Linked DNA regions of Mus musculus: region 1 is linked to region 2. A link is a contact called in public promoter capture Hi-C data. All regions are on one chromosome and are shown on one strand. The core of a region is the stretch at or near the end of the contact, and the rest is flanking DNA. Distances in the headings are between cores, read along the strand shown.

Region 1 (2,700 bases), core at 104-2,603, 140 kb after region 2:
TAGGGGGGAGGGAGGCCAAACTCTGAGGAGACCCCTGTCCCAGACCAGGGAATGGCTGAGCTGAGGCTTAAGGATCACTTAGGGACACAATGAACAGTCAGAGTCACAAAGCCGCTAGAGAAGGCCCTGTGGGAAAGTTCGAGCCTAATAGGACAAAGAACAGGAACATGGGACACAGATTGTAATTCGAGTTTTTAAGTGGTTTGAAGGATCTTGCTGTGGACAGTTCCTCTGTCTTAGTCTCCCCAGTGCTGTGAAGGAGAAGGAAGTTATTTACCGCAGCTGGCCTTGAACTAATTATGGAGCCACGATTGAACCTGAATCCTGAATCCTTTTTACCTCCCCAGTGCTGGGACTGCAGGCATAACCCACCACTACTGGTTTAATGACCAATTATTTTTCATTCTCTCCCTCTGGCTTCAGCTTGGAGAGAGAACATACTAAAAGCACCAAGAAGTAACAGTATGGTCAAGAGGGGAAGGTTTTTAAAAAGCCCCTATTTCTCCAGACACTTAGGCTAGCCAGCTCCCTCTATTCCAATCGGCGGGGAAGGGTGGGGGGGTCTCCTATTTTGCAAAGGGGCACCTCCATCTCTCAGAATCCAGGCCCTGAAGGAGAAGTGGGAATCTACAGCTGACCCTGCACAGACCTAAACTGCAACCTCAGAAAACTGTGAGCTCAGAGCCTGGTTTTTTTAAACAAAAAGCAAAACCCAACCTTGCATTTCCGGCCTGTAAACAGGACCGCCAGTCCCGGTGAAGTTTTCCTCTGTGCCCTAAGGCCCCCATCCTGGCGCAAACACCAAGCGAGCGCGCCCTGCCGCTCCTCCTCCCTACAGGCAGCCAACCGCGAGGGGTCAGGGCGGTTCCCCCTCTCCGGGCCTGGCTACTGTCCCGCCGCCCAGCATGCAGCTGGCGAGGCCCGGCCGTCGAGGACAGCTCCGCCTTCCTCTAGCCGCGAGTCTCCAGCACCTCCAGCCCGCCAGAAAACGCAGAGGGCGCGCCTCCTACGCTCAAAAAACAGGTGGCCCAGAGAGAAGTACTAACCGAAGTCAGACAAGTATCGGTGTTGTGGCCACACCCACCCGTCTCCCCTTGGGGACGGTGAGTAACCCGCGCTCCCCAAACTAGCCCGGGCGACTGGAGCACGTCCCGGAGGTGGGGGTGGGGGGGCACCCATCACGGAGCTGGAGAACGAGAAGGCCCCACAGAGGGGAAGCAAAGTGCAGAGCAGGCCTCGGCCCCGTCCCCGCGGCTCCAGAGATCCCGCGCACCATCACGCCCATCCCTAGGGTCCCAGGACCAGCCACTTACCTGGCGACACGTCCTACTCCTCCAGCTGCTGCTCTTCGACTGCAAGAAAAGATCGGGGACTTGGGGCGTGGCCGCGGGGCAGGGCGGAGTGTGAGACCACGCCCCTTGGAGCTCCGGGCCAATGGACGCGCGGCCCGGACCTTGGACTGGTCGGGGAGGAGGAGCGCGGCACAGCTGCTGCCGCAGGACCTTTGTGTTGATGCCCCGCGGGCGGGAGCCGGGGACTCGGCAGCGGCTGGAGGTGTTCTCCCCGCCACTCGCGGGTCTGCGGGCGCCCAGTGCCGGCCCGGTGCCCGGGAAAGTGGCACAATCGGGTCTCGGCGTGCTGTGCCTGCCACTCCCCAGCACAAGTCCGGCCCCAACCTGCCCTTGACTCGAGATAAGCGGGCGCCTTTTTTTTTTTTTTTTTCAAGAATTAAGAGATAGAAGGAAGGCGAGAGACAGAAAGGGAAATATAAAAATGAGAGGAGGGAGGAGTTGTTTTGTTCGTTTTCTATTGTCTAATTGATTTATTCTTCGTGGGCTGATTTTGAGACAGGATAGCCTCAGACTCCCTAATGGATTTGAGATGGGTGTGGGCACCAACCCCATGTTTTTTCAATTTTTATTTCTACTGAATCCCTGAAGCTTTATGTACTGGCTGGTTTTGTGTGTCAACTTGACACAAGTTAGAGTCATCCGAGAAAAAGGAGCCTCAGTTGAGGAAATGCCTCCATGAGATCCAACTATAGGACATTTTCTCAATTAGTGATCAATGAAGAAAGAGCCCAGCTGGTTGTTGGTGGAGCCATCCCTGGGCTAGTGGTCCTGGGTTCTATAAGAAAGCAGGCTGTGTAAGTCATGAGGAGCAAGCCAGTAAGCAGCTGTCCTCCATGGCCTCTGTATCAGCTCCTGCCCAGTTCCTGTCTTAACTTCCTTCAATAATTAACAGAAACATGGAAGTGTAAGCCAAATAAACCTCTTTCTCCCCAGTTTGCTTTTTGATCAATGGTGTTTTCATGGCAGCAATAGAAACCCTTAAGATACTTTATCTGTGGAAGTAAATGGTGTTTCTTCCAATTTTCAGAAAAGGAAACTGAGGCACAGAGACATGCTGTGATCTATCTCCATGGCCAACAAAGAGAGCAAGCCCTCAGCGTGACCCCCCCCCCAGGGTCAAATTCATATTTCCTAGGTGTGGGAAAGAGGTTCCCTGTAGGTGTGGTAGGCAGCAGCCCCCAGTCTTCCAAGAGATAGCTCATCCCTACTGAGACCCTCTAGACCTACCCCCAGGGCATGCTGAACCATCAAAATCAAGAAAGCCAACTCCTCAGGCAAAGAGAAGGGCTCCCTCGGCTCTCTGGCAGGGGGACTAGAAAATGGTACAGTCACCATTCAGGAAGGAAAA
Region 2 (2,700 bases), core at 21-2,520:
TTGTGAGCCACCATGTGGTTGCTGGGAATTGAACTCAGGACCTCTGGAAGAGCAGCCAGTGCTCTTAACCACTGAGCCATCTCTCCAGCCCTTAAGGGACATTCTTAGGAAGCCTGATCTTGTGTAAACCTGTCTCAGCTGACCAAAAGTGGTCTATGAACCTTGTGGAGGAAGCGCCTCAAGTGGAAGTTATCATTCGTTGATTTTAATTTTTCCTGTTGTTAAGTTGCCACGTGACCCCATTGCAGGAGCCGCTAGGCTGCAGTAACAGAGGCGAACAAGGGAGATGTGGAGCCCACGTGCCTGAGAAGATTGGTGCACCAATCACAGATAAGCACAAATGGAATATGGTGCCCCAAAGTGGCGGGGCTGCTTTGATCAAGTCCCACCTTAAGCAAGGTCTCACTCGAGGAGTGATGTTTAGCATGAGGAAGAAGCCACCAGCATCCGGTGGAGGCCAGCCAGTGTCCAGAAGGGCCTACTGGAGAGAGGACATCAGCCTATGGTTAGAGAGATGTCCTTTCCTCTCTTTGCAACCAGCCCTTTGGCAGACACGCCATTTCCTCTCAAATTGCCGCAACAAAATACCTGTAACAAAAAACAAACAAGGAGATAAGGGCTTTTTTGGTGCGGGGGTTGGGTGTGGGAGGGGTTTCTGAAGGCTCAGTCTTGTCACGTGGCCCCACCTAGAAGGAAAAACATCACAAGAGCGGAGCCTGTGGGGTCCAAAGCTGTTCGCCTCCTAGCGGACAGGAAGCAGCGAGGAGGAGCTGGAAGGGTGGAGCCTTAAGACATACTCCCTGTGGCAGTAGCTAGTATTGGTCAGCGGAAGGTGATTTGAAGTCCACAGGAGGGCACTCACAGGTCTTGTGAAAATGCTACCCTGCTTTGTACTTGAGGTTTCAAATGCACAGCCTTTTACTCTCACAAGGGCCCTGGAACAGATCCCTTCAGGTACCAAGAGCTGACTAACTGGTTTCCTAGGATTGCTGCGACATTAACTGGGTTACTTAAAGCCGCAAGGATAGATTCTCCTACAAAGCCAGGTTGTTAGCAGGACCCCACTCTCTGATGGCCGGACACTTCCCCATTAACTACTACCTGAGGAAGAACTGAGGGAGTACAGAGCAAAGCGGAACTGACCACAGCCGAAGACAGAAGGGCGCCGTGGAGGGGGCGGCCATAGATGAGATTTTTGAACAGTGGAGAGGGAACAGCAAAACTTTGGGAGTTGGGCTCACTTTGCATAGTGTAGGGACAGCAAGAAGCATGCTGACTGGGAGGAGCCGGAAGGAGAGAAGCAGGTGGCAGGGGTCATGGAGAGCCTCCTGAGCCTACTGGGACAGGGACCATTTGCAGGACTAAGGCCAGAGGCAGGTCAACTTTTACACAGGATCACCTTGGCATACAGACCACAGGAAACTGAGAAAGGTCCAAATGGGGCAGGAGTGGCATGGCGGGAAGCCTAAGCTTAGACCTGGAGGGGGAGGGGGAGGGGGAGGGTGGGAATAGAAGCGAGGGAGGAAGACCATTCTGGAGCTGTTCTGAAGGTGGAGTCTAATCCCAGGCGCCCGCGTTCAATAGAGTTGAGCAACAGCCTTGTTGAATAGTTTTACAGGAGCTGTTTATCCATATGAAATACGTGGACTTTCTAAATTCAATAGTGATACAGCTGTCCACTTAAATGTATTGCTGTTAAATGTTACGGTGCAGGGCTGGAGAGATGGATTAGTAGTTAAGAACACTGGCTGCCATTCCAGAGGACTGAGTTCTGTGTTCCATTCTTTTGTTTTGGTTTGGTTTGGTTTTGGGTTGTTTTTGTTTTTGTTTTTTTGGTTTTTTGAGACAGGGTTTCTCTGTGTAGCCCTGGCTGTCCTGGAACTCACTTTGTAGACCAGGCTGGCCTCGAACTCAGAAATCTGCCTGCCTCTGCCTCCCAAGTGCTGGGATTAACGGCGTGCACCACCACTGCCCGGCTTCGAGTTCGATTCTTTGCACTCACATGGTGGCTCACAACTGTCTGTGTGTAACTCCAGATCTGGCTTGGGTTAGGAATGACTGACACCCTCTGCTGGCTTCCACAGAGACCTGACACACATGAGGTTCATAACATACATGCAGGCAAAACTCTCATATACATACAATAATCATCAAAATAAAAAATTTTTAAGTTATCTACTCTATGAAAAAACTTAGGATGATTTCAAGAAGTCATCGTCTGTTCCCCGCCCCGCCCCCATTTTGTTTTGTTTTGTTTTCTTAAACAAGGTTTCTCTGCATAGCCCTGACTGTCCTAGAACTAGCTCTGTAGACCAGGCTGACCTTGAACTCACCTGCCTCTGCCTCCCAAGTGCTGGGATAAAAGGTGCGCATGCGCCACCCCCACCCTGCCTATGTTTCCTCTCCTTGTAGTTCGGATTTCCACTGTTATTCTGTATGTATGTGCTGTATGTATGTGGTGGGGTAGTGCCTCTGTTCATGTGAAGGTCAGAGGACAACTTATGGGAATCAGTTTGCCCCTTCCACCATGTGGGGTTCGGGGATCAAACTCAGGTCCTTGGTCTTAGTGGCAGGCCTTTACACACTGAGCCATCTCTCCAGCCATCTGTTCTCATTCATTCATCGCCCCCCTCCTTTCCTCCCTCTCTCCCCCTCCCCCTCCTCTCCTCTCCCTCCTCTCCTCCTTCCCCTCCCCCTCCC

The links. Promoter capture Hi-C pulls out the DNA fragments that hold promoters and counts their contacts.
Region 1: a contact with region 2 is called in a promoter capture Hi-C map of liver. The contact joins the promoter of Carhsp1 here to the enhancer-like site in region 2. A contact is called at or near these places in 7 of 39 promoter capture datasets (the HPC-7 cell line, cranial neural crest, embryonic stem cells and 3 more), 1 of 15 datasets of contacts at CTCF or cohesin (large pre-B cells), 8 of 484 Hi-C or Micro-C datasets (the G1E-ER4 cell line, Sertoli cells, embryonic stem cells and 1 more), 19 of 115 datasets of contacts at active chromatin or transcription factors (the NIH/3T3 cell line, craniofacial prominence, embryonic basal ganglia and 10 more) and 4 of 9 other capture datasets (adipose tissue, embryonic stem cells, liver and 1 more).

The regions. Positions count from the first base shown.
Region 1 is chr16:8,670,800-8,673,499 of GRCm38.p6, forward strand. Carhsp1 (calcium regulated heat stable protein 1) reads right to left here and starts at 1,354. Exons shown (of 4, transcript NM_025821.2): 1 at 1,314-1,354.
Region 2 is chr16:8,532,316-8,535,015 of GRCm38.p6, forward strand. All of the region lies in intron 1 of Abat (4-aminobutyrate aminotransferase), which reads left to right. Among named protein-coding and RNA genes, the nearest start is that of Abat, 20 kb to the left of the region's middle. Within about 2 kb of position 1,271, at least 11 of the 459 cell types and tissues checked have an H3K27ac peak or open chromatin away from gene starts, as enhancers often do. A contact at or near this core is called in embryonic stem cells and liver, where this site is marked.